4 separate regions of the Mus musculus genome follow, and regions 2, 3 and 4 are each linked to region 1. The links are chromatin contacts, called in public promoter capture Hi-C maps. All regions are on one chromosome and are shown on one strand. Each heading gives the region's core, a stretch centred on a gene start, on an enhancer-like site or on the middle of the called end of the contact. The rest is flanking DNA. Distances are from core to core; before and after follow the strand shown.

Evidence for each region. Promoter capture Hi-C pulls out the DNA fragments that hold promoters and counts their contacts.
Region 2: a promoter capture Hi-C map of liver shows a contact between it and region 1, with 5 times the contacts expected there. The contact joins the promoter of Ccdc28b here to the promoter of Gmeb1 in region 1. A contact is called at or near these places in 2 of 39 promoter capture datasets (liver and pre-B cells) and 1 of 9 other capture datasets (liver).
Region 3: a promoter capture Hi-C map of liver shows a contact between it and region 1, with 2.4 times the contacts expected there. The contact joins the promoter of Ptp4a2 here to the promoter of Gmeb1 in region 1. A contact is called at or near these places in 3 of 39 promoter capture datasets (liver and pre-B cells).
Region 4: a promoter capture Hi-C map of liver shows a contact between it and region 1, with 2.9 times the contacts expected there. The contact joins the promoter of Pef1 here to the promoter of Gmeb1 in region 1.

What each region holds. Positions count from the first base shown.
Region 1 is chr4:132,259,697-132,263,862 of GRCm38.p6, reverse strand. It overlaps Gmeb1 (glucocorticoid modulatory element binding protein 1), which reads left to right and starts at 2,314. Exons shown (of 10, transcript NM_020273.2): 1 at 2,314-2,372. It overlaps Gm28874 (a long non-coding RNA gene), which reads right to left. Exons shown (of 2, transcript XR_390809.4): 1 at 3,263-4,166.
Region 2 is chr4:129,621,924-129,626,089 of GRCm38.p6, reverse strand. It overlaps Ccdc28b (coiled coil domain containing 28B), which reads left to right and starts at 2,182. Exons shown (of 6, transcript NM_025455.2): 1 at 2,182-2,276; 2 at 3,303-3,490. The coding sequence starts at 3,327. Gm34305 (a long non-coding RNA gene) reads right to left here and starts at 3,304. Exons shown (of 4, transcript XR_376684.4): 1 at 2,888-3,304; 2 at 2,337-2,456; 3 at 9-2,201. It overlaps Txlna (taxilin alpha), which reads left to right. Exons shown (of 11, transcript NM_001199695.1): 11 at 1-13.
Region 3 is chr4:129,818,633-129,822,798 of GRCm38.p6, reverse strand. Ptp4a2 (protein tyrosine phosphatase 4a2) reads right to left here and starts at 2,320. Exons shown (of 6, transcript NM_008974.4): 1 at 2,198-2,320.
Region 4 is chr4:130,105,391-130,109,556 of GRCm38.p6, reverse strand. It overlaps Pef1 (penta-EF hand domain containing 1), which reads right to left and starts at 2,001. Exons shown (of 5, transcript NM_026441.4): 1 at 1,907-2,001. The coding sequence starts at 1,930. It overlaps Gm40258 (a long non-coding RNA gene), which reads left to right and starts at 1,439. Exons shown (of 2, transcript XR_868200.3): 1 at 1,439-1,956; 2 at 3,968-4,102.

The DNA of each region.
Region 1 (4,166 bases), core at 1,065-3,564:
ATTCACTGCCATCCAGCTCCATTTAGTCCCCAGCCTCAGAGAGGACTCCACCCAGCAGGAACAGCTCTCCTGCTGAACCCAGTGGCTGACCTAGGCTTTCCCCTTCAGAGCTGTCGCAGTCTCCAGACATACTAGAAAAGGGCATTGGATGCCCATTACAGATGGTTGTGAGGCACCATGTGGTTGCTGGGAATTGAACTCAGGACCTCTGAAGAGCAGTCAGTGCTCTTAACCAATGAACCAACTCATCCAGCCCCTAAGATCTTATTTCTTATTTATAACTGTATGTGTGTTTGTTCGCGTGAATGCAGTATCACCGGAGGCCAGAACAGGAGTTGGATCCCCTAGAGATAAGAGTTACAGGCAATAATGAGTCAACCCACATGAGTGCTGGGAACCTGACTCAGATCCTTAGCAAGAACAGTACACACCTTACTTGCTGAGCCATCTCTCCAGCCCCCAATGTTTCTTTTCGTGCTTGCTCAGTTAAAATGCTCTCACATCCAAAAAAGAAAAAAAAGAAAAGCTGGGCGTGGTGTCGCACGCCTTTAATCCCAGCACTTGGGAGGCAGAGGCAGGTGGATTTCTGAGTTTGAGACCAGCGTGGTCTACAAAGTGAGTTCCAGGACAGCCAGGACTACAGAGAAACCCTGTCTCAAAAAACCAAAAAAAGGGCTAGAGAGATGGCTCAGTGGTTAAGGGCACTGACTGCTTTTCCAGAGGTCCTGAGTTCAATTCCCAGGAACCACATGGTGGCTCACAACCATCTGTAATGGGATCTGATGCCCTCTTCTGGTGTGTCTGAAGACAATGACAGTGTATTCACATATATGAAATAAATAAATAAATTCTTAAAAAACAAAACAAGGGCTGCAGAGATGGCTCAGCAGTTAAGAACACTGACTGCTCTTTCAAAGGTCCTGAGTTCAAATTCCAGCAACCACATGGTGGCTCACAAGCATCTGTAACAATATCTGATGCCCTCTTCTGGAGTGTCTGAAGACAACAGTGTACTTACATATAATAAATCTTAAAAAAAAAAAACCCGCTCTCACACACTTATATATCTTTTTTAAAAATCACATTTAGAGTGGTGGCATACTCCTTTAATCCCAGCACTTGGGAGGCAAAGGCAGGCGGATTTCTGAGTTCGAGACCAGCCTGGTCTACAAAGTGAATTCCAGGACAGCCAGGGCTACACAGAAAACCCTGTCTCAATTAAAAAAAAAAAAAAAAAAAAAATCACTATGTAGGTTCGAGTGGTGGAACTCAGGTGGTCAGGAGCCTGCACCCAACGTGCCATCTCTACACACACACACACACACAGCCCACAACCTGCCCTTTGGAAGCAAAGAAGACAGATACAACACAATGTCTATAGGAAGAAAGATGGGAAATAACCCTTGTGGGTCTTCTGCACGTGTTCTACCTACCGACCTACTTCCCTCCTCACACCCCTCATCTCTACGTTTGGCTTGCTTTTTTTTTTTGAGACAAGGTCTCATTATGTAGCCACAGCTGGCCTAGAACCCACTATGTAGACCAGGCTAGACAGGAATTGTGGAATTAAAAGCGTGTACCACCAGCACGTGCCGACGTTCCTGTTTAACTTTCAAAGATGAGAATGAAAGAGTAAGGTGGCTCTGAGGAATTTATAAACCAAAAGCATCTAACCCCAAGGCCTGACCACATTGCCTTAAAGCTTGTCAGTTACTATTCCCCGGCCTCAGAAACTTGCCCAAGTACTTTTCAAGTATCATTTCATTGTACATGAACGACATGTACCTTTCGGGAAATAGGTGGCTTAGAGTTGTCAAGTCACTGCACAGTTGTTGTACCGGTTCCAAGGAAGTTCAAATTTGAACTCCGAACCCGGACAAGCAGGAAAACCTGCGCAAAGAGCCATGGTTTGGACGCGGGAAGGGGTTACTATCTATGCTCAGCAGCATCTTTTCATTCCACATTGGTAACCTGAAATCCTGATAAATTGTAAGCGTCAATAAAGAGGATTTGGAGAAAGAAAAGCCCTAGTCCTCCACAAGAGTCAGGGCGAGATGACCTCTGCATCTAAACCTTATTCAGTCCCCTGGGGCCTCCCGCGACTTCTCCAACACTGCCTTTCTAGGACCGAAGGCCTAAGCTCTCAGGCTCCCCTAAATCGCTAGGCTGAGGGGGGAGGTGTATCCCCTGCGCGGCCCGCAATAAGGACGCGTCCCCTTTAAGGCGCCGGCTCGCCCGCCGCGGCGGCCGGAAGTGCTGGAGCCCGGCTTGGCGGCGGCGGTGGCGGCGGCCGCCGTGGCGGCTTTGTGCGCATGCTCCGTCGCCCGCCCGCCCTGGCCGCTCGCCGCCCGCCCGCCCGCCCGACGGAGACGGTGAGGAGGGGGAGGGGTGGGCGCGCGGCGCGGCGAGGGCTGGGGGCGGGGGGGGGCGGGCGCGGGGGCCGCGCGGCGGCCGGCGACGGCGACGGCGAGGGCGAGGGCGAGGGCGGGCGGGCGCGCAGGGGGCGGGGGGCTGCTGCCTCCGCGGGCGCCTCCCCACGCCCTGTGCGTGCCGCCGCCGCCGCCGGGGAGCGAGCGGACGTCGCGGCGCCGCGGGGGGGGTGGGGGGACGCTGCCGCTGGGTCCGCCCGAGCCGCCGGGCCGCCCCCAGCGTGGCCGGCCGGGCCTAGGCTCCGGGTCCTACGAACCCCGTACTGGGCGGGGGTTGGGGGGGTGGGGAAGGCTCGGCGCCCCCGGACCGAGGGGCCCGGAAGTCCTCGCGGAGGGGCCAGGGGAATCCCTCCCCACCCCAAAAATACGGGGTTTGGGAGCTTGGGCCTTGCGCGGAGGAGCTGGGTCAGGCCTGGGTCGGGCCGGGTCGGGGGAGAGGGCGGCGTGCTGGGGTGGGGGTGGGGTGCAGGGAATAGGGTCAAGCCTTCGCCCGAGGGGAGAGGCCTGGGCCACCAGACCTGGAGAGGAGGAGGAGGAGGAGGAGGAGGAGGAAGGTCCTTTGGAGGGCTTAGGAGAGGAGGCAGCGTCCTTCCCAAGATGAAGGGCAGTAAGAAGGAGAAGGGTCCCCGTGAGGGCTTCAGAGTGGAGGGCCTCCGGTGGCTAGGTGGAGAGTAGGGTGGTTTCCTGCGTCAGGAGACGAGGGAAGCCTAAGGTTATGGGGTTAGTGAGAAGGTACTTGCTGGGAAGAGGGTACCCCTTGCTTTCAGAAATGACAGGGAATTGGCCAGGTGTCCTCGGTTTGAGAGGCAAGAGAAATGTGGGCAGAATCTTACCCGAGGGTCTTGACCTGGCTGTCCAAGGAGCAAGGAAACCCTGAGCTCTCAAAATGCGACCTGTTACTGACTCTAGGAGAACCAGGAAGTAGGGGTTTTCTCCACATCTGTACACTCTTGCCATCTGCCCAGCCCCCTTTCCTTGGCTAGTATTATGGAACGTTTTCATAAGAGCTTGGGCCTAACGCTTCTAATTTTTCAACCATATAATAACTTGTTTTTCTTTTATACTTAAGTTCATTGAGTAGGTGTATTTGAGCTTTGTTGGGTTAGTTTGGGCCCTGTTTTGATTTCTTACACTCTTAGAGGGGTGACTTTTAAAAACGTATTCCTTGATTCCTTCAAACACCTATATAGGAGTCTCCATCCAATCTGTGATTTATATAGAACTTCACTTCCTCTGGATACTTCCTGCAGAGTGAAATGACCTTGGGTTCATTATATCTGAGTTCACTTTGGCTGAACAACCAAGTGCATACGGTGGACTTAGTGAGTTTTGTGCTTAAGTAATAAAGTTGCAAATTGGAGACTTGTTGTTGGTTTTGGCTATTTATTTGAGACTGGGTTTCTCTGTGTGGCTCTGGCTGTTTTGGAACTGGCCTCCAATTGTTTAGGTATTTGAGACAGGGTATCTCTGTAGTCCTTACTGGCCTTGCACTCAAGAGATTTACCTGCCTCTGCCTTACGAGCGCTGGGATTAAGGGCATATGCCATCATTGCCTGGCTTTTGTTTGTTTCTTTTTGAGATAAAGTCTCCTTTTAGTTTGGCTGGTGTCAAACTCAAAAGAGATTTCACCTGCCTCTGCCTCCAAAATATGCCAGGCTGCTCTGTATGTTAGTTATTTGACACCGGGGCTCACTATGTAGCCCTGGCTGGCTTTGAACTTATGGTAGTCTTGCCTCA
Region 2 (4,166 bases), core at 933-3,432, 2.6 Mb after region 1:
TGCCTTACCTGTATCTCAGCCAATCGAATTATTGGATCTTTCTGGATCTGCAGAGTGGCAGTGGCCGGTCATCGTCCCACATCCTCCTGGCCACAAGTTGAGGACCATGACAGATTCTTTAGCTGTGTTTGCTCTTGGCATAGAAAAAAAAAAAATCAAAGGACATAAGTAAAAAATGTTAGACATTTCAATAAGGTGTGTACAGCTGCAATCCCAGCATGGAAAGGCTGAGGCATGGTTGCTATGAGTTCAAGGCTGCCTTGGGCAATATCAGCTAGGCTTATATGAGCAGAAACCCTATCTCAAGGGGCGGGGCTGAGGCTCTCCAGGTGGGGTGCCCTTGTTCCCAGCACTCTGAGGTCAGCCTGATGCACATGTAGTGTTCCAGTTTGCTGTAGTGAGACCCTGTCTCAAAAAGGGCGTGAGGAGGAGGGGTGGCTCCCCAGATGCTAGAGAGGATCTGCTCCTTCAAGTTGCCTTTTGTTCTCCATATATACAGCTTGACACCCACCGCCACTCATGCACTGGTGCTCATATAATACATGTAATTTTTAAAAAAAAACGTAGCTACTGAGAGGAAACAAAGCTTTAAAGCAGAAGTCCTGAGAAGGACAGACAAGTCATGACCTCATCCAATACTCAGTTGAACCTAGTGTGGGAGAACATGCCTTTAACCCAAAGGCAGAAGCAGACTAGTGAGACAGGTGCCCAGGAGGGTGAGGGGAGAGATGAGGTTTGTGTTTAGGTGTTCCTTAGGAGTTCAGAGCAGACCCAGAGGGCCTTGAGGACCTATTGAAGGAAGGTGTTCACACAGCTGAGTAAGGGGTAGGAAGCTACTGGGTCTGTGCTCTCGCCCTCCTGGGGAAATGCGCATGCGCGCGGCCTTAGTAGTTCCCTAATTCAGCTGGTTTCCTCTAAGGGACACTGTAGGTGGCCTCAGCCAGCACCAGGTCTCTGGGTTGGTTGGGCAGAAAAGATGGAACTGCTCAGCTTTATAGGGGCTGTCCCTTGATTCCTTCTAGCCAGAAGCGGTAGACAAATTGATTCTAAAAGTCCTCCAGTAGGGGTGGAGAGGATTCCTTTCCTGCCTCCGCATCAGGAGCTTGCAAGCGCAAGTGGCTCCGCAAAAGCTTCTGGCTCCTCAGGGAAGCAGCTGAAGGTGGCAACCCCGGGTGCTCCTGGGCCCACTGTCACTTTGATGAACGAAGCTGGCACCCTGCTCCAGCAGCAATTCTGAGAGGAAAGGGACCTTCCAGCGTGCTCCCCTCCCTCCGGTTCTTGGTTGTTTAGAAGTCTTGGATTAGAGTTGCTTCCTAGAGCAGTTTGCATGTTAACAGCACCTGGAAAAGATCCCAGAAGCAACACCTCTGGGTGCCCACAGCCAGGGAAACCTACTGTTGTTGCTAAAGGAAAAGGGAAGATGGATGCTTTGTTGCCTAGGTCGCTTTAATTTGAGCCTGCTGGGCAGCCTGACACCCTCTCCTGTGGCATCGGATGCTGTTCTGGAGATCTGAACCAGACTCCTCTGCCAGATCTTCAAATAGCCTCATTGGTGGGACCTCCCTCCTCCAGCAGCACAACCGCCAACAGTTCTGGGCCAGCCTCCTTCCGGAGCTCTCACGCCCCACCTCCTGCCAGCCTGCTTGGGATCCTATTTGCTCTGGTTCGGAGGTGGGGAGAGGCCCTGTCAGTTCTTCAGCGCTTACAGGCTAGGAGTATCTGGATGTCACAGGACAGCGACCGTGCCCAGGAATGAGTGACAATTGATTATTTTCCGTAAAATCGGGATAACAGTTATGTCTCAGGATTGAATGTACATAAAAGGCTTAACAGGGTGCTGGGTACTGATTGTCTTTGTTCCTTCTGGTGTCCGCCCCTCATTTTCCCGTATACTTATATATTGCCTCTGCCCACACATTCATTTAGCCCCATCATTTCCCTACCACCCCTGCTGCAAACAAAGCCACCACCATTTTGTAAGGGATCCCCTCCAAACGTGACAAGAAAAGGAAATGATTTTAAATCCATATCCCGTAACTAACAGTGCTCCTTTAGTTCTTGTGGGAGGTAGGGAAGGGGAACTGTTAAATCGACGGAAGTACTCTCCTCCGGCTCCGCTCCCAGGGAATCCAAAGAGGGCTACTTTCTCTTTAAATGCAAATCATCTCCAGCCAGCTTAGCTCCCTCCAGCTCCAGTTCCCCTGAGGAGAGAGAAAGCAGGGTGAAGGGAGATTGCAAAGAAGCACTGTTTCACACTCCAGACCCCAAACTTCCAGGTCAGTAGAACCCCAAGGGGGCGAGAAGGGAGTGAGGAGGATGGGGGCGGGGTGCCGCACCTGATGCTTGTTTTTTGAAGCCCGAATTGAGAACTGAATCTTTCCTTAGGCACATCTCAGGCGGATCACAGTCGCTCTGGCTGCCGCTTCCATCAGGTCTCTTACTGGGTCACACTGCTGCTACATGGAGAGAAAAAGAGTTCTGTCTCCCACCACCACCACCCCCCACCCCACCCCCGAGCCCCACTGATGCCACCCAGCTGTTCCATGCCAGCTTAAACGCTTAATGTTCCGATTTGACCATCGCCCTCTCGGAAGTAAAGTGAGGGAGCTGAGACCTCCCCTGGAGAGGACCTCAGCAGACCAGATACCTAGGTGATGGGGCTGTAGGGGAGTCAAGCTAAGCTAATCAAGTCAGAGTTACATTGTTGGAGGTCTAGCCCCTAAAGACTTTCTAACTAGAAAAAGAAGAGACTAGAAGCTGTCCTGGGAACTTCTGGGCAGCCCTGGCATGTGTAGTTGAAGTGAAGTGGAAGAGAGGCCAGTGATGAGCCGGCTATTCCTGGTCCATATGATTGACACCAGGGTATTTCCAGGTGTCCCTGCCTTACCTTGGTTGCACCTCATGCAGTTAGTCAGTATCCGCTGCCATATACAGACCGTTGCCTAGCAAATGGCCTCCTGATCCTCAGCTTGCTCCCCTAGTCACATCCACCCTGTCTCCTGAGCATCTTCCTCTACAGCCCCAGGCTCTGGGCTGTAGTGACAGGAAAACAGCAAGATGACCCTGGTCTGGGCCAGCCCTCTCCAGCAGGCAGATGGGGCTGTCAGGAAGAAAAGGGCTTTGCTGGCCTTGGGAGGTCCTTCAGATGCATAGCTACAGTCCAGCAGCAGGCTGGCATATGACCCTGTACAGACAAGAGGACAGAGCTCCTGACTGATGGACAAAGATACATCTGAAGACCCTTCCTCTCAGACGAAAGAGGGTGCTGAGTGAAGGGATGATTTTGCCCCCTTCCTTCCCAGACCTGAGGTCCAACACACCACCCAATGGAAGACAAAAAGAAGAAACGGAGTCCTAAGCCCTGCCTGACCCAACCAGCACAGGCCCCAGGCACACTGCGCAGAGTCCCTGTGCCCACCAGCCACAGTGGCTCCTTGGCTCTGGGACTCCCTCATTTGCCATCACCCAAGCAGCGAGCCAAGTTCAAGAGGTGAGTAGGGAGGGGCTCTTGGCCAGACTGGAGACTCCCAGGTGTGAGCCGAGCACTGTGTAAGGAGGACCTGCAGACATCGACATCGCTGCTGAACAGCAGCCAATGCCTTACCCATTCACTGGGGATGTAGACCCGACGTGTCCTCAGGTACATAGAGACCACTGGCTCTAGCTCTGAGGAGGGAGTGAGTGAGTGTGACTGTGAGAGGAAGCTGCTAGACACTGATGAGGGGAGGTGATAATCAAGACTGAGAATGCCATGAGAACCAAGACACTGATGGAAGGGCCCCAGGAGTGTAGGGATAAACACCAGGGAGGACGATTCCTTCCTTTTAAATTCATTGTATTTTGGTCACCACGCTGGGAGATTGACCTCAAGATACTGATACTGGGCAAGTGCTCTCCCACTGTGCTTTCTCCCTCGCCCATTTAAGTTCTCTGCTCAGTTCTTTTTAAATAATGGAAGTCTGGCTGCAAGTGGTAGTGCAGGGCCATCATCCCAGCCCTTGGGTGGCAGAGGTGCAGGATCAGGAGTTCACAGATCATTGGCTACATAGAGAGTTTGAAGTTAGCCTGGGTTAGAAGAGACCCTACCTCAACAAAAACAAAACAAAACCAATGTTAAGAATTTTGGTGGCCAGGTGCGGTGGCACATGCCTTTAATCCTAGCATTG
Region 3 (4,166 bases), core at 1,071-3,570, 2.4 Mb after region 1:
AAAATCAGATATGCTACTGAGAGAATGGTTTGGTATTCTGGAAAAATGACCTTAAACATTTTTAATCCAATTCTTATCATCTGTGTGACCTGGGACAAGCTACTGAACAAAGTGCCTGCTGCCCATGCGTCTCTTATCTCACTAAGTCCAGGGGGCACATCACCAAACCCCCAGTGCCTAGCAAACAAACAGAAGCATCTCAAAAAGCCTGCCAAACAAATGCCAACAAGGCTAACCTCCCCTTCGTGGCGTGATAAATGAATATTAAAGGCACCTGAAGCATAGCAGCACTTATTACTAATCACTCCCACCTCCCAGGAAAAGACAATTCTGCCTCTCAAGCAGGGGATGCCAGTTTCTGAGAGGACACACTAAGAATACACCATTCATTTCTACCCAAGCTTAGTGGGGTCATGCCTGCCATGTTAGCAGCTGGAAAGCTGCAGCAAGAATACCACAAATGTCAGGCCAGCAGTTAAGTTCCAGGCCAGGCTACAGGATGAGACCTGACCTCAAAAGAACTATGATAGATAACTTCATATTGAATTTTGTTGTAATTCTATACCCACTATCACAAAGAACCACCTTTTTTTTTAACTTTCCTTATTCCCAACATTTTTTTGTAGTAGTGTCACTAGGAATTAAACTGAGTTCTTCTTTGTACGAGGCAGTGCTCTACGGCAGAGCTATCCTCAGATCCCTTTTACTATTTTGAACACCCCCCCTCCTTTTTTTTTTTTTTTTTACTATTTTGAGATTTAGGCCTCACAAAGTTTCACAAACTGCCCCTGAAACCTTCCATCCTCTGGCCTCTGATGCCCGAGGAGCTGAGATCACAGACCTCTGCCACCAGGCTCAGTTTTACTCACTTATTTCCAATTACCTTCTATGATTACATCATTAAACAGAAAATCTTTATCAACAGTTCATCTCAAATCCCCAACTCAGCCTACTTATATACCTATACCTTTAACACTTGGGAGAGACTTGAGGCAGGAAGATCAGAGTTCAAAGCCAACCTGTTATGAAGCATTTGAGATGATACCAAATCAAGAACCTATTTGGAACTTCTAAAAGTCCAATAAAACAAATGAAACAAAAGAACTTCTTCTGCATCCCCCATAGAAAAAGTCCATTAACAATTCTTTCCGATCATCCGATCCAAAACTAAGAGTGTCAGGATCAAAAAACGAAGCTCTGATAATGTGAGTTCTTCTATAGTCTTAGTTTCCTCTTGCACACTAACAAGGCTCAACTTCTCTCACTTCCTGTCTGAAACAGCTCAGTAACACAGAGCGGGGAAGCAAGTAAATACCATATACTAATCCAGCAATAGCGACTCCAAACTGAAACATTTGCTGAATGCCTACAATGACGCTAGATTAGTCACTTTATACTTCGTGACAAATCCAAGGGCAGAAACTAAACTATGGCACTTTATCGATATTTATGACCGTTTCTTAGGCGCTTTTCTGCAGAAGGATACGAGAGAGTCACAGATAAAAGATACCGCGGCTTACCTCATTAAATAGCCTTGACCTCAACACTGAGCATTTGCCAAAAAAAAAAAAGTTTACGCTTCCGAATACTTTACCGGCTAAAACTCAGACTCCGGGACAAGAGTCAAGCTTGGATGGTTAGCGCTGGGAAATGGGGGTGGGGAGGATGGCAAAGACATCTCTGGAAATTCATAAATTTACAATACATTTTTACGAAAAGGGGAAAGAACGCCAGAGATCAGCGTCACGGGAGACTCAGACCCTTTTCTCTTACTTGACTGCAACTCAGGGATCCCACGCTTGAGTGAATTAAGTCCCTGGACGCGAAGGGTTCCCTATCAACACAAAGACCAAGGGGCCTCCAGGATGCCTGTGCTCACGCGCCGGACAAACGCAGGCGCACCCCTGCACACCACCTAGTCCGCCACGCTCCTCCTCGTCCCCACTCGCTCTCACCACACCTTCGCCCCCACAAGGACACATGCTGCCCGCACACGCACCTTCTCCCGCATTCTTCTACGCTCTCTCGCTCTCTCGCTCGCTCACCCCACCTCGAGCCGCGCTCCCCGCCCCTGGCCCGGCCCGGCCCTCCTTCCGGGGACGTGTCTCGGGCCTGCTCTAATGGCAGCGGCGCCTCCCGCCCTCCCCTGCCCGAGGCCCGGGCGCCGCGCGGGGCCGCCCGGGAGGGGCGCACTCACGCTGGCAAGCTGGGGACTGGGCATTGAAGGCCGGCGGAGGCGGGAGCGAGGAGGCGCCTCTCTCCTCAGTCACCTCGGCGGCGGCGGCGGCGGCGGGAGCGGCGGCGGCGGCGGCGACGACTCCCCCCCAGCCTCGGCGCGCGACACCCGGCCCGGCCCGGCGGCGGCGGCGGCGGCGCGTGTCCACGAGTCCGTCTTGCTGCTGCTACTGTTGCTGCCGCGACCGCCGCTGTGTTCCCCCCCCGCTGCCGCCGCTGCCCCCGCTACCGCCGCTGCCCGCTGGCGTCGCCTCGCGCCGTGCCCGGCCGCTGCTGCCGCTCCAGCCGCTCCCGGACGAACGACGGTTACAGCCCGGCCGATCGCGCCGCCGCCACCACCGCTGCGCGCGCAGCCGGACCAGCTCCCGCCGCCGCCCCTCAGGGGGCGCTGCGGGGCGCGGCGCGCGCGGCGCAGCCACGCCCTCGGAACCGATGATTGGCTGCCGGCGGCTCGCGGCGGTTGGCCCCACCCACTCTGCCTACAGAGCTTTGACCCACTGCCCTGGGCGCCTCCCGCGCTCCGCCTCCGCGTGGCTTGCTGCGCTCGGCACTGGGGGCGACGGAAGGCGTATACATGTGACCGGCGCGGGGTGGGGGTAGCGGGGTGACGAACGTGGCTGAGGGAAGCGCCCGCCCACTCTGCGACTCGCCCATCCGCACCTGGGTCTAAGTTAGCGCCTCTGGCCACCCAGTGACCCGCAAGGTCGCGGGCGGATTCCGGATCCCGGGAGGCGCCTCGAGCCAGATCCCGCTGGGTCTGGGACTGGGACTGGGCGGCAACCGGGGCCTGAGCTCGGGGATTTCCAGCTCAGAAGTGGGGAACCGAGTACCTTATACTTGGCTGTCCTTCCTGGAGGCCTCGAACATCTCTGCGAAGTCTCTCTGCCCTGCTCCCCAGACCTCTATCGGGCAAGCAACACACAGACTCTTTAGATACGGAAATGCAGAATTAAGGAAAAAGTTTTTTCCTAGGTATTCTCAACTATTAAGCGGAATACTGTCTTCACAGCACAGATACTCTTCAATACTTAAATAAAGTATGAAGAATGGGCGTGATTAAAAAAAAAAGTCTGGCGGTGGTGGCCTATGCCTTTAAACCCAGTTCAAGGCCAGCCTGGTCTACAGAAAGAAAGCACCTCTAGAATTGGAACTGGGAATAGAACTCTGGGAAAAGCTTGCCTTGCATGTGAGGCCCTAAATTCAACTCTTGGGAGCCTCAAAAAAAAAAAAAAGTTTGAGTTGGATTTTAACAGTTTTGAAGATTATCTTAGAGATTCTCTAATGGAAGGAGGTTTTTTGTGTTGTGTTGTTTTGTTTTGTTTTTGTTTGCCTTTTGCTTTTGAAACCTGGCCAGAAGTTATAAGCCAGTTCATGCATCTTGATTTCTTGTTTGGAAAATGTGGTTACCCGGTGAGTTGGGAGGCTGGTTTGGGCTATTGCCAAGTGGAACAGGAAAAGGCTCTGGAGGCTGGCCTGAGAAGTGGGTTAGATTTCCCCAAGATGGGAGTGGGCAGAAAAGTGTATACTCACTATCCCGCACGGAACCCTCGCCCACCCAGGATTGACACTTACAAGGAAATGAGAATGCCCCTGGAGCTATCGCTCCCCAGTGTGTTCATCCTGCCCTTGCCCTGTGAGGAAATGCAGTGGTCAGTGGTCATTAGCCCTTTCCCACGAGGCAGTCCTGGAGCATCGCTCCTCACCAGAAGCTGCCCTTTAGAACTTAGTTTTAAAAAGAAAGATCTAATGACTCAGCCTCCTACAGCCACAGCGCAGAACTCAGGAGGATGGGGTATTTTAGGGCAAGTCTGTGTGGCCTTGCTGTGTGGGAGTTAAAAGGCCTTGAGGAGCAAGAGAGTCTAGAGATTAGAATCAAGGCCCCTGGCAGAGGGTGTGAAGGCTGCGCAAGGGTTGCCTGCATTATTCTCCCA
Region 4 (4,166 bases), core at 752-3,251, 2.2 Mb after region 1:
GTTTACTGTCCCCACACAGGTAAATACACACACACCCCTCACAATTTGGGGGTGGGATCTGTGCCATCTAAGCTTAGAGCAGGTCTTAGATGGGGCCCAAATCTGTCCTTTAAACAAGCTCTCAGGTAATTCTGATACAAACCAGCCACTAAAAATATGTACTATGGGAATGCTTTCCCAACCTGAGCTCCCGTGGAACACCAGCTTGTCACAAAACAATGAGCAGACGTAATTCAAAACAGATGGGGTAGGGTGGTCCCTGGTTAAGAAAGTTTTTAGGACTATGACGCATTCTATGACTTTCTGGGAGATTTGCAGTGAGCATTACCACGCTGTATTAACAGAGCAGTTCCCAAGCTTGCTTAACCACAGGATCCTCTATCAAGAGCACCCATTAACATCTCACAAAACCCAGCAAGTGGGGCGGAGTCTGGGAAGCCAGGCTGTGGTAGTTCTTCCTACTTGGAGCCCACACTGGCCTCTACTCACTTCTGCCAAGTATGCAATAAGTGGAATTCAAAGCTCTAACCCTGGCCTCACCCTCACCAGCTATGTGAGACCTCTAAGCCTCTCTGGGTTTGCTCCTCAGCTATAAGTCAAAATAATAAGCCCTGCATGCTTACAGGGTCTTCATATGGGCACAATGGGGGCCCAACTGCTGTGTGGGAGCCAGCAAGATGACTCAGTGGGTAAAGGGGCTTGCTGAAAGGCCCAAGAAGGTTGATCCCCAAGACCCACATGATAGAGAAAAAAATAATTCCTGTGCATGTGCACATGTGTAGCCGCCCTCTCCCCACCCCCAACACACACACAAAGTAAATGTAAGAAATGCTATATAAACCACATAGGCCTTTAAATATCTTTTAGTCTGTGACTATGGCCAATCAAAGCTTGGTAATAACCCATTTGACTTTGCATTCCACTTTCCATACATGAGACTAATCTCTTAAACTACTCTGTGATCAGGACGATTATTTTGTCCAAATTATTTCGAAGTGAGGGGCCTGCTTTGAAAACTCCTACAAAGTGATGTTACACTTTACCGTATAGCATAGCATATGCCTACAGGAATCACATCGTTCTTCCTAATAACTCTGTGAGGGGTGGACTCTTACTACTTGGTCCATTTTATGAGAGGAAACTGGATCAGGAAAAAAAAAAAAAAAAAAAAAAGACTTAAAACTAATGCGGCAAAGATCTGGCTCCACTTTTAACTCAAAACTGCATTTGGCACCTCTATGTCACCTAATTCTGGCCACAAAATAAATCACACTGAAATGATGTTCCCGGCTGGTTCAAGGCAGGCTAGAAAGGAAGGAAGAAGCAGTTGCAGACAACCCAAGTTCTGACCTTGGCTCTGCTGCCTAACTACTTGGTAACTTAGATAAACTCCATATCTTCTCTGGGTTTCACTTTTCCTACGTGTGAAAGGACGCTGGACAACCGTGAGGGGTGTAATCTCACTTCTGGTACCTCCTACCACTGATTGTCCCGAGATTATTCGGTCGCAGGACGGTGCTGAGAGAGTCGGGCAACTTGTTTTTATCAAGTTACGCCCAGAAAGACTCCAAGGGAAAAAGAGCTCTAAACGCCTCGAGAGCACAGAGGACTCCGCCCCACGGAGACCTGAGTTAAGCACCCTGGTCCGGTTCAGCCCGGATCAATTCACAGCAAAACCCCCAAAGCCAGTTTTGCGCAATATAAACAACCCCTCGAGTGGTCCTATGTGACGTAAAACGAGCGCGACGGACTGGCCCTCCTGTTTCTCGCTCACACAGAGTCTTGTTGAAGTAAACCTCTGCGTGAAAAGGCTGCGGATCAAGTGGGGAGAAAGAGCCGAGGATGGAGAGTGGTACCGGATCTATAGACAAGCCCAAATATTGACGCAGGGGCCACTACAACTCACCTGTCCGTTTGGATAGCTGGCCATGGCGGTTATGACGTCACACAACTGTGGTAGGCGGAGTTTCCTGCTCCCAATGCCGCTCCTGGTTGGATTTTGGGGCGGGTCCGATTGTGATTGGACGGACAGGCTGTCAATCTTCCGGTCAACAAACGGAAGTCACAGGCGGTGAGCTGGTACCTTACAGAGGGCTGGGTAGGAGTGTCCGGAAGTGTTGTTGACCGTAGTGGCTCGTTTGTTTTTATTTTTCGTGACCTGCAGCGGACCTCGGGCCTGGCCAGCTGTAGTTATCTAATGGGGAGACTTGGTCAGTTGTTTCTGTGGTGGCCATATTATAACCTGGCAAGGCCATATTATAACCTGACGCATATTAGTTACGTCACTGTCGTGATCACTTTACTTCTAACGCCCAGGCGGTTGCCATGGCTACTGAGAACTTAAGCCTTTCCTGGAATGCAGGTGCCATTTAGAACGTGGGTACTAAACAGACCCGTGGACAGTGGAGAAAGGTCAGACCGCCAGAAGAGAAGGAAAATTAAGATGTCACGGTGCTCCTATCTTTATGTATGGGGAAACTGAGGCTCAGAAAGGCAATGACTTAGTTACCTAAACTCACAGTGAGTTCCTCAGCAAAGTACGGCCTAGAACTAGTGTCAGTAGATGACTAGGTCTCAACAAGGAGGTTTTATTCCCTCTGTAGGTCAAATCACAGTTCCTAAGTTACCAACTTTCCTGTACTTGGCTCTTGGGGTTTAGGTTCTAAACTTGGTTGCATGTTTATTTGATTAGTTACATTCCCACGTGGCCGGGCCTGGTGGCACATGCCTTTAGTCTCAGCAGGCAGAAGCAAGCATACATACATAGACAGTTCCAGTCTAGCCATGGCTGCATAATGAGGCTCTGTCTCAAACAACAACAGCAGCAGCAGCAACAACAAAAACTCTCATGTGGACAAGAATTGTGTTTGATTTGCTTATAATTGTATCCCCAGTATCTACAGTGCCAACACTATACTTTTTAAATAAAAAGTCCTGAGCTTTCAATCTAGCCAGGCACTTTCCACAGTCCCACTGCTGATCGTGGTACTGGCCATAGGACAGTCTGCAAAGCACGGTCCTCATCCTTACCTGCAGAGGAAGACAAGTCTGGTGATCCAGTTCCTTCGTGATCTGGCCCAGCCTTACCCACCAGCGCCCCGCTGGCTTATTTCTTTGCTCAGCTTCCCCCTCAGCACTGGCGTTAGTGAGCAGATCCTGTTGTTCGTTTTCTTTTTTAAACAGTTTCTAGCTGTGTGATCTTGAAGAAGTCATTTAACCTCTCTGAGTCACAGTTTTCTGGAATACAACTTAGGAAAATGCTAACTTAAAAATGAACTAGTCACAGCCTCTCACACTCAGGGTTACAACACTCATTCATAAAGACCAATGGCCTCTCACATCTACTCCTCCTGTCCCACCCTCTCTTTAACACCTCCCCCCATGGCTCCCAGCTCATTAGCCACTCCTCTCAGTCCCTCCAGTACTGCCACTGTGTCGCAGTCTAGCCCAGCGTAAGAATTCTCTGATCATTTCCACAAAACTCATCCTTCCTGTCTCAGAAAATAAAATATATATATGTATGTATATATAATCAATCATCTGGTTTTGCTCCATGTTCCAACCACCCCTCTGCTCCAGGACCCCTCTGTAGTCTGGCCTCATCGCCAATGTCTTTTTAGTGAACTCCAGCCCCGCTCCCTTCTCCATGGAGAAGCCAGAGTGGGTGCTTTAAAGTGTGAATTCGATATTGTCGTTCTCTAAACTCCTCTGAGGGTTTTTTGCCACTCTTAATACAATCTAAACTCATCCCTATGCCTTTATTGGCCCACAGGACCTCTCCCCAGCCTGTGACACCGGCCTCACTGACGCCACTGCTGTGCTTGCCAGTTTACTCCAGCCATGCTGGCCTGGCCACCACCCCAAAACAAACCCAGCGCATTCCATCTCTAGACCTTTGGATTTGAGCCTCTCTTTGTTTAGATTGCTTTCCCCTTCATTTTCCACTCTTTTCTTTCTTGTCATCCAGGTTCCAGTTGAAATACTACTACCTTGTGAGTGGGGCATCCTCAACACCACACCTAAGATACCTTGTCTTTCAAGAGCATCCTGGTCATCATATCCTGGTACATTAATTAAATAATAAAAAGAAGATAAATGGTGACCTGGGACATGATGGTGCAAGCCTGTAGTCTCGATATGTGGGAGGCTGAAGCAGGAGGATAGCT